Regions from separate parts of the Mus musculus genome. Here all the other regions are linked to region 3. The links are chromatin contacts, called in public HiCAR-type and promoter capture Hi-C maps. All regions are on one chromosome and are shown on one strand. The core of a region is the stretch at or near the end of the contact, and the rest is flanking DNA. Distances in the headings are between cores, read along the strand shown.

Region 1 (3,184 bases), core at 10-2,509, 1.0 Mb after region 3:
CATACTCCAGTGGAGACCCTAGTCCAAAAACAACCCTCCCATTTGTTAACACATTACCTACCCAGAAAATAGCTTAAATGTAACCTAACCAAAAATTAGGCAGCTCTAGATTCCCAGGTGTGCCTGGGCCATACATCTCTCAAGCCTACTGTTGTTGGGAGAGCTGGATCTGGGAAAGGAAGACAAGATCTGAAGTACTCATGGTTCCCTGCCTTACCCAAGCATTTCTCAACAGTCCTTGTAATTTTTTCAGAAATCCTTCCATTCAGAGTCCTGCCTCCCTCGGATGGAAACCCAAGCTTAGCCTAGGGGAAGGACTATGCCCTAGTAGGTTCTACTGATTGGATGCTCTTCCATACAACTTTGGCTCATGAGGAAAACAAGAACTGCCTGGCAGAAGCCATGCCCCATGGATGTGATAGACCATGACCAAGGGACAGTAAGGATTAGAATCAACTAAGATTTATTTATCTTATGTGTTTGAGTGTTTAGCTCACATACATTTCTGCGCAGGGACACTGGTTTTCCTTCCTTAGGTAACAAGGTAGACGACAGATGATATAGATGATAGATGGCATGGGTATGTGTGTGTGCACGCCCCTCCCCCTCGACCTATTAGGGAGCTCAAAGAAACTTGTAGCTGGCTAGAAATCTGATTTAGAGACTAAGTAGTAGAAACATGTATGTTCCCTCTTCTTGTCCGCATGGACACTGCTGTGGTTGAGTTCCGAACTATGTCTCTAGAACATCCACAACATCTACTTGTGGAAACTAACACTTGGAGGTGGGAAGATGCATAAATAGTTGAGAGCACTTAATTCTCACAGAGGGTCTGGGTTCAATTCCTAAGACCCACGTGGTGGTCCATAACTCACGTTCGGGGGGGGGGGATCGATCCAATGCCCCTCTTGTAACCTCTGTAGTCACCAGCACGAACACCTTACACGCGCGCGCGCGCACGCACACACACACGCGCGCACACACGCACACACACGCACATTTTACCTTCTTTAAGTACCGGGGGCAGGGGGGAGGGGGGAGTTTCCCCGTGTGCTCGTGCACGCGCGCACGCACGCACGCGTAGGGAATGTAAGTAAAGCGTCTAGACAATAAGGACCTAAAATGAAAGAGCCATAAGCTACCTACTTACGTTTTTATTTCTCAGTTCTCCAAGTTCCAAATCATCCGGCCCACTAAGGTCCAAACTTGGAGGAAGCTCGAGTCTCTGCTTATTAACACGTGTCGCGGCACGGCTGACTTGTGCGTCACCAACCACAAGGTGGCGAAAGAGATTATCACATCAAACCAGCCTGCCTTCTGCCTCTTCTATACCATTATTTTGCTAAGCAGAAGCATTTCCTGAGCGTGAGTCATTCAATGAGCACAGTGGTCCTATGGATTGTGGCCCTATGGATTAGCTATGATTTCACAGATGAGCAAACCAAGAGCTGCAGATACCTGTGGAGTTTGGCTGTTACCTATTTTTAGTACTGCATCTGCATTTACACCAGCGTCACCACACACATATGAGTACTGTAGTGTTACTTATTTGGCAATTGCTCTGCCATCTTTTGGCAATAAGAATTTATTTCATCCTCATCACAGTCTTACAGGATCACCATCATATATGTGGTCTGTTGATCAAACATCATCATACAACACATGACTATATGTTTCTATATGTTATCTATGTTTTTACTTAAAGGTTTTTTATTATGAAAGAAACTGTATTCCTGGTAACAACTTTCAAATTATAATAATGAGTAAAAAGTCTCCTTTCTTCCCATTAGAACTAGTCAAAAGCGTAACTCCTCACATATTCCTTCATAATTTGTTTACAAATACATAAGCATACTTCATATGTTTATCTTACAATGCACACAAATATATTGTACACACTGTTCTACAGCTTGCTTTTTCTAATTAGGACAGTATCTTGATAGCAGATGTGAGCTGAGGCCACACTGGCCTGTGGACCTCATTTACAGATCTGGAGTAGGACGTGACTGTCCTCACCTGAGAACAGCAAGTGTGTCACCTGATATATTGCAGCCTGAGGTGACAATGAAATGTGGAAGAAGAGAGCGGACTCTCTGCAGCAGCAAGAAAGCGTGGTGAGGTGTAAGGCAAGCCTGTTAATGGGCAGCAAGTGGGACTGGTCCCCATCTCTGGTATATTCAGGTCCTTAAGCTATAGTTTTGAGAAAGTTCAGATTTGGATACAGGCAATGTTCACAGTGCCTTTGGGGACAGGGCACCTCTTTACACCACCGCACAGTGCCAACGTGTGGAAACCCTGTGGGGTAGTAATTGGTAGCATTTTAAAGGTGACAAAATTGAGACTCAAAGAGGACAAGGCTCCCAAGGCTACCCTACTTGAAGCAGCACCTCCCCTTACCTACCTTGTCAGTACTTACAGGACCCTGGGGAACTATTGGCTATTGGTAGACTCTGGAAGACCGGATATCATTATCTTCAGATATGTACCCACTAGGGAAGCCAGCCAGGTCCAGTGCATAACTCCACAGTTACAGTCACATAAGCAACCCTTTTTAAACTGAGTATGTCACAAAACAAGAAGCCATGAGTGTAGGAAAGGGAGGACAGGGGTGAGAGAGAGACAAGAAAGTAAGGATTAGAGCAGTCAGAATCCATATATATAAACATATATGACATTATTACAGAACAAACTTAATTTATAAAAAACATTAAAAACACCCACATAAAATTAACCTAAGAAAATCAAAGATACAGATTTTACTTCTTGGTGCCTAAATATCAAGTAATTTTTTAAAAACCAATCCTAGAAAACTGTTTTTTGTTTGTTTGTTTGTTTGTTTGTTTGTTTTAATTAGCAACAAATGGTTAGCAGTGAATGTAATTGTCTGACTCTATGATTACTACTCAGAAAAGTTAAATAACTCATGTACTTTAAAAAAGAAATTGAAAGGGAAAAGGATGGACCTGGACATTGTTTTGTTAAGTGAGGTGATCCAGATTCAGAAAGGAAGAGGCAGGCGGATTTCTGAGTTCAAAGCCAGCTTGGTCTACAGAGCAAGTTCCAGGAAGTCAGCCAAGCAGAGAAACCCTGTCTCGGGGAGAAAAAAGAAGAGAAAGAAAAGAAGACAGGCAGGCAGGCAGGCGGGCAGTGAAATACTGGATGTTCTCTCTCATGTACAGATGTG
Region 2 (3,522 bases), core at 772-3,271, 1.9 Mb after region 3:
CTCTCACTCACCTGAGTGATGTCGCCCTGTATCTGTATCACACCTGGCAGTGGAGCCATAGCCTGTAAGTCCACGGCCACCACCTGACCAGAACCCTGGCCCCTGTGGATAGCACATGTCAGCATCGGATTGACGCCCCACGCCTCCCCCGCCCCCCAGGTCACCCTCTAGCCCCTCCACTCACCCAACCTTCTGGCTCAGCACCTGGCTCCAGCTGCCTGGGGCTGCACACAAGTCAACCGCTCGCTTCACACCTGTGCACACACAGTGAAGACATACTGCTCAGCTGCATGACCAGAAGATGCGGCAAAAGTCACCTCTGTCCTGTGGAGAACCTATGTCTACCCACTGCCCCTGTGCCCTCCTCCTCCTCCTCTTTTGTGGTCTATCTCCTTCCCCGTCTCCGTGCTCCAAGTCAGCCCAGCTACTACAGTGAGTTCTTCAGAAGCAGCCTGCTCTTCCACTCCCAGGTCACTTAGCCCCCAGATTAGGCACCTTTGAAGAGTTGGAATTCCTCATCCAGTTGCAGGAGCTTGAAAGCGCTTCGGGCCCGCCAGCCATTCTCCTTGGCCAGGCGGTAGTAGACATCCCGTTTATCCTTAGATGTCCGTCCCATCTCAGTCTGCTGGCAGACAGTGTGTGCTGATGCTGTCCTGCGCAGGTCAAAGAAAACAAAGTACAGCTAACTGAGTTCATGGGTCCCACACGACAGTCAGCTCATTCAACACATGGAACCCGAAGCCCAGGACCTTATCATGAACTCTCAGGCCCTTTTTCTGATCACATTTAGGTCCCCATCTCTGAGGGACATCACAGACTCCACAGTTAACTGACAGAGGACCCACTACTGACTCTGCTCTCTTCCAACTACTGTCACGGACACACTACACAAGTAATCTCTCTCGCAACCATTTTCTCTGCCCATTTCATCTCTATCAACACCTGACCGTCTCTAGTTATTTCCATTATCTTTAGAGTCACAGAACCCTACTACTCCCTCCATTAAGTCCTTGCTTTTCACACCTATTACCCGACACAACCTCATTCCATCTCCCATAGCCTAATCTCTCTCTCTCTCTCTCCACTCTGCAGTCCACCAATTCCATCATAGATTAAGCTTCCAGTCATTAGTTACTACCACCTTAATCCCCACTAATGCCTGGAGGACCATGACCTGTTAGGGCTCCATTACACCAATTTACCAGCTCCATTAACTCAGCCCTCCAACCAACCTCTCAAAGATCACACGAGTGGCCTTTGGGATCCTTTGCATCAATACAAAGATTACCTCTGTCACTCATATAGCTTCTATTTTGTCTTTCGTCACTGACCCCATTAGTTTAGCACTCTGCCTACGCACCTGTTATTCTCTCCAGAACCTCACCAATACGATTACTATGTAAACTGCCAAATAGCCACCACTTTTATTATTAGCCTTCATTAATTTTCCAGCAGACACAGCACCACGAGTGTAATACCTTCAAGACCCATCTTTTAGTAACATCCCTAAGACCATCTGCAGAGCCTCAAAGACCATCAGCCCATCAGAACCGCCAAATACCCTTCAAGTCGGCCCAGCAGATAGCAGATCAGTTGTGTAGCTCTATGCTGCACCCCGTTCGAGTTCACCTAACAATCTAGTTCCCTGCTCTAGGCAAGCTTCTCGGGGCTTGACTGAACTATGCAGCTGCAGTACCGAGAGTGAATCCCCTCATCCCGAGTTGGAGACAGGGCAGGCATGCCTCCAGTCTCGGTCCCTTTCAAGTCATCAGTGCCCTAGGACCTACCTCAGCTCTTGGATACAGAGCGTGGCTGTTCACCAGCCTCGAGAACAGTTTGCAAACTGAAAATTACAGACTCCAGTTGGTGTTCGGAGTGGACCCGAAGGCCTGTCGTACACGCCTAGAGGTTGTCGCCACGCGGTAAAGTTTGCTTTGTAAAACAGTTCAGTTCCACGGAGATCCAGACCGGAGCACAACGTATGACGTTAGTCTCGTCATCTTGTGTCGACATATCCCGGTCACAGGAACTTCAGTTCCCAGAATGCAACTGACATCGTCTGGCCAATAGTTTTGCAAGGCTTGTGAACCGGCTCTTTGTTCTTTGTTTCAAGGCCAGGGTCCTATAGCTGCGATCCGGAGCAAGATCCTGAGTTCTCGGCTAGTCTGGCTACACGGAGAGACCTTGACGTGGGAAACTTCCACCCCTCCCCCATCGCCCGCTCACTCAGACAAGATAACTTACTTGGCCGCCTTTTCCCTTTTACATCGGGACGGTTATTTAACCTATGTACTACATTTCCCAAAATTCAGCGGGCACGACCACGCCCATTTTTCTTTAAGTCTGGAGGGAAAGGAAATTACGCAAAGGGGGTGGAGCGTGACCACGCGAAGTGAAAAGTCTGTTGCGAAAGCAAGCTAACCTGGAGGCTACGGCGAGCAATTTTGAATTTTACTACCGGGAAGCTACCGCATACGATTTGCAATTTTGAATCCTACTTCTACCGGTTGACTGAAGTGCTTTCAATTTTGCCACCTTAGAACTTTAGTTTCCTCATCTGAAAAGAAGGGATAATCACCTATCTAGAATTCACGGTGTTAATCGGATGCACATCCTTTTCTAATTGTATATTTTCCAAATACTTTTTAATACATTTTAACCACCACCACTGCCCTCACCGCCTCCACCCGCACCACTGAAAAGCATGTCTACGGATTTGCGAGACGCACTGAGTAGAGGCTCTTGCCGCCAAATCTGACCACCCAAGTTCGATTCCCCATACACAAGGTCATGGATGGAAGAAGACTGATTCCTGCAAGTTGTCCTTTGATCCCCAACATGCGCACTTGTCACGCGCCCCCTCCCCCAAATAAATAAATAAATAAATAAATAAATAAATAAATAAACGGACGAACGAACGAATGAATAAATACATGTATGAATGAATAAAAGTTTTGTATTTTTTGTTTTTCCTTTTTCCTTCCTTCTCTCTCTTTCTTTCTTTCTTTCTTTCTTTCTTTCTTTCTTTCTTTCTTTCTTCCTTTCTTCCTTTCTTCCTTTCTTCCTTTCTTCCTTTCTTCCTTCCTTCCTTCCTTCCTTCCTTCCTTCCTTCCTTCCTTTCTTTCTTTCTTTTTGTTTTTTGTTTTTTGTTTTTTCGAGACAGGGTTTCTCTGTATAGCCCTGGCTGTCCTGGAACTCACTCTGTAGATCAGGCTGGCTTCGAACTCAGAGATCTGCCTGTCTTTGCCTCCCAAGTGCTGGGATTAAAGGCGTGCACCACCACTGCCCGGCGAATAAAAGTTTAAAGCATATATGCATGTATGAATATGTATATGTTCTTTAAAAATTCATTTTCTGAAGTGCTGAATTCAAATCCCAACAACCACTGAGCCATCTCTCCAGCCCCTATGTATGTGTTCTTGTGTGTGTGCTCATGTCATGACCTAGTGCATGAAACACAATAATTGAAAGTATTTACTGTGTATTAGGCACTATTCTAGTGCTCTCAGCAATGCGCTGGTA
Region 3 (3,675 bases), core at 320-2,819:
AAGACATTAATCCCAAATGAGGGGTGAGGGGATACATCTCAAGACAGAGCACTTGCTTGTCATGAACAAGGCCCGAGGTTCTATCCTTAGTGCCAAAAATCAATTCAAAAAAGGAATCAGCAAGTTGAGATGGCATTTTCTGATTCCTAGTAACATGATCATGGTTTTTCTAAGGTTTGTGTAAATGTTTGATTATGGCTTCTTATCTCTAAGGACGTCTGGCTGATTATAAACATCCAAATGACCATTATGAGAAAATTCCTTGACATAGAACAGGCAGCAGGATGCTTAAGACCCCTTGAGGAAGTGGGAGCAGAGAGTGAACATCTGAACTGTGGAAAGCTTCTATGGAAGGAAGGGACCAGATAGTGTTTGCTGTCATGAGGAAGAAAGGGCATGCGCATGGGAAAGGATACTCAAAAGCAAGACACAGTAAGAATGTCCTGTTGACTCAGCCTTGGCTTGTCAACACTTTCCCTACTAGTGTGAAGCCCTTTAAAAAGCCACTTCCCACTTGTGGCTGCAGAGAAAACACCTCCTGAGAGGGGAGATAAACTGCTTAGGTCAAGGCTGAGAACTCAGCACATGTTGAAGTAAAACATGTATCTCTTAAAGACTATTTCTGTAGCTGTTAGGGCTATTCTAAAAGCCAGAGGAATAGGCTCAACCAAGAACAGAGGACTGGATAGGTTTCAGACCCCATGTATAAGCGGATTCATCCAAAAGGCACACTATTAATTGGCCAGCTTATCAGTGGGTGTTCTTTCGAGTATCTTTGTTTTGGGCTTGTCCTAACTTTGTAGATCCCTGGGTTGGCCATCTCCATGAAGTAAGTGCAAGGCACTGTCAGGACTCCCAGATGACTGGAACACACACACTCACAGTACTCCCATAGACACCAGTAGGCAGCTAGCTTGTGGCTGAGCCTGGGCAGGGGACATCCTCACTTCTCCTTTATTTAAACTATGTTCCTAGGTAATGTTTATGACTCCACATAACTAGTGTGTACAGGAAGCAGTCTACATGCACAACCCCACTGTGTTTGCTGGTCCTGGGTGTATATCACTTTTCACCCCTGTAGGCAAGGCACCTTGTAAGCACCCCTCCCCCCAACCCCTCAGGACTTGGGTCTCAGCACCCTCAGAAGAAAAAGGCAGTCCGAGAGACATGAAGGCTCTAGTCAGAAAAGTGCACTCAGCCACGAGGGCCCATGCACACTGACTTACACCTCGGTTCGCTCGGGCTGAAGGAGGGGCGGGTAGCTCCGCAGTAAAGAGGAGGACCAAAGAGGGGGCCTACTTGAATGAAACAATGTAACAGTTGATGTGAGGCCTCGCCTTGCTCCCACTTCTCAGCGATCCTATAGGCGAGGTCGCAGTGCCTGCCCCTCCCCATTGCTCCGTTTTCTTGTCCATTAAGCACCATCCCTCCGCCTCTCTTTCCTTCTTTTCTTTTTTCCCCCTTCTCCTTCCCCCTCCCTCTCCCCCTCTCTCCAGCTCCGTGTCATTTCCTCCTAGAGCTCACAAGCTGCCTGAGAGTCTCCAGCCGGGAGAGTAGGCGGAGCGGGGCGGGGCGGCGCGGCGCGGCGCAGGAGGACGATGGTGGCTGAGCTGCTGGGGGCGGAGGCTCCGTAGCCCCCGCGGAAAAGGAGCCCGGCGGCGCCTGCCCAGCCCGAGCCGAGGATGGAGAGCCGGCCGGGGTCCTTCCAGTACGTCCCGGTGCAGCTGCAAGGGGGGGCGCCCTGGGGCTTCACCCTCAAGGGGGGCTTGGAGCACTGCGAGCCGCTCACGGTGTCGAAGGTAAGGAGCGGTGGCTCGCTCCTCACGGCGTCCAACTTTTGAATGGGCTAGCGGGTGCGCAGAGTGCGCGGGGTGCGGGCCTCAGCCCCACTTGGCGACTTGGCCAGCCGGAGCCCGAGGGGCTGCAGCCACACGGAGGGGAGGTCCTGCGGCCGAAGCAGACTGCAGCCAAGTGTGCGGCCGGAGGATGGGAGCCGAGGCGCCCGGCCCCCGCCGGAGCTTTGCGTGCAGTCACACTCCCGGGGCACCGGGGCAGCCTCGCTCCCCCCCCCCCCCCACGGCGAGGCGGCCACTCACCTCCGTGTGGGCTGCAGGAAATGGCGGCTGCTGGGGGTTCTCCTTGCTTTGGAGGCCCCTGAGCCCGGCAGGACAGCGAGGGGCTGAGGGCACGGGCGGGGGCGCTCCGGGCGGGCTCTCCCGGCTCTCCCTGTGGCTGTCCCGCCCGAGGCAGGTTGCTGGGCTGGGGTCTGGCGCGGAGCTGCTGGCGAGGCATCGCTGGGTTTTCCGCAACCTCTCTTCCCACAGCCCGGACGCGTACACTCGGGTTCAGAGCTGAGGCGTTGCTGCTGCCGGTTCCCCCTCGGCCTTTCCCTCCCTCCCGAGTCGTGCCCCGCGCCAGAGAGATTTCTTGCACGCTGCGAAGTGTGGAGGGAACTTTTGTGCCTTGGAGCACAGCTGTGCTGAAGCGGCCACTAGAGTCGCTTTGATTTAAGAGCCTGTGATCAGCTGGAACTAAGTTGCAGCGAAGAGGCCAGGGGAGAGAAGCACTCCTAAGAGTTCTGGGACCCCAAACCCAGGCTTCTCCAGTGAGCGTGAGGGTGGAGGATGGGGGCGGGGGCGGTGGGGGGGAACAGTTGGAGATGTTACTGGGAAGAGTGGCTTGTAAGGCTGCTCACCTTGGAGCACAAGATTGCCAGGTGGAGGGACTTCATGAACTTTAACCCACTTTTCTTACTTCTCTTACAAACTCAGTTCGCTAGTGAGCCATTGCAATGCGTGGGGAAAGCAGTTGCGATTGTAGATGGAGATTCTGGCTGGGGGGGGTGGTTGGAAAAGATCTAGCTTTTTAAAGTACAAGTGAAGCTATAGGGGTTCTTTTTGTTTCCCATGTTAACATAGCAGCTGAGCTCTGAAAGTTACTCCCCTCCCCTCACCCACCCCCCACCGCATAACAATCTATGCTATGGAACTCCATGCTCTGGAATGGCTTTGCTAGCTAACTTGTGTGTCTTTAAGGTGTTGGGACAACGCGTTGCTCATGTGTGAACCAGTCAGCTCAGACTGTCTGAAGGTGTATTGAGGCAACATTTTGAGGGGATTGGCCGGGACCTCGAAGAGGAGCTTTGGCCTCCCCAAACCAGGCGATCTTCAACCAGTATAACCAGATTGAGATAGCTGGTTTTGTGATCTACCTTCACATCCTGCCCGTTAACACCCTTCCTGTGATATTCTCTGGAGCAAACCACTTTTTAAACAAACAAACAAACAACAACGACAACAACCTATTAAACAGCCCCTTTGGGGAGGGAATTCTTAGCTCTGAAGAATTTCTACTAATCAAGCTCTATACTCTGTCTTTCCATCAAGGTCATAATAGGATATGTAGCCCTGTCTGGCAGCCGCACCCCCACCCCCACCCCCACCGGCTTTCGTTTCCTCCTCAGGTGGCCCACAGACTTTCCAGTCTGCCTAGACCCTGAAGAGGTCATTTCTTCAGCTTTGTCCAGGCAAACCTAACCTGCCAGGCACCTCTCAGAGGGCTTGGTGCTGTGGTCCAGGATTATTTTGTATGCACATAGGAGCATGGCAGGGCACGGTGTTACTAAGTACGGGGCAACAGCAACTTGTGGTCTGGCTGGGGGATTATTTGAGGATA

The links. Promoter capture Hi-C pulls out the DNA fragments that hold promoters and counts their contacts. HiCAR-type assays count read pairs that join an accessible place to other places.
Region 1: a promoter capture Hi-C map of hippocampal neurons shows a contact between it and region 3, with 2.1 times the contacts expected there. The contact joins the promoter of 2010204K13Rik here to the promoter of Shroom4 in region 3. A contact is called at or near these places in 1 of 39 promoter capture datasets (hippocampal neurons) and 1 of 115 datasets of contacts at active chromatin or transcription factors (astrocytes).
Region 2: a contact with region 3 is called in a HiCAR-type map of astrocytes, with 3 times the contacts expected there. The contact joins the promoter of Ftsj1 here to the promoter of Shroom4 in region 3. A contact is called at or near these places in 2 of 115 datasets of contacts at active chromatin or transcription factors (astrocytes and embryonic stem cells).

Annotation. Positions count from the first base shown.
Region 1 is chrX:7,421,729-7,424,912 of GRCm38.p6, forward strand. 2010204K13Rik (RIKEN cDNA 2010204K13 gene) reads right to left here and starts at 1,260. Exons shown (of 2, transcript NR_027924.1): 1 at 1,151-1,260.
Region 2 is chrX:8,250,385-8,253,906 of GRCm38.p6, forward strand. Ftsj1 (FtsJ RNA methyltransferase homolog 1 (E. coli)) reads right to left here and starts at 2,022. Exons shown (of 13, transcript NM_001290430.1): 1 at 1,788-2,022; 2 at 496-653; 3 at 185-254; 4 at 12-102. The coding sequence starts at 616.
Region 3 is chrX:6,398,463-6,402,137 of GRCm38.p6, forward strand. It overlaps Shroom4 (shroom family member 4), which reads left to right and starts at 1,570. Exons shown (of 9, transcript NM_001040459.2): 1 at 1,570-1,799. The coding sequence starts at 1,683.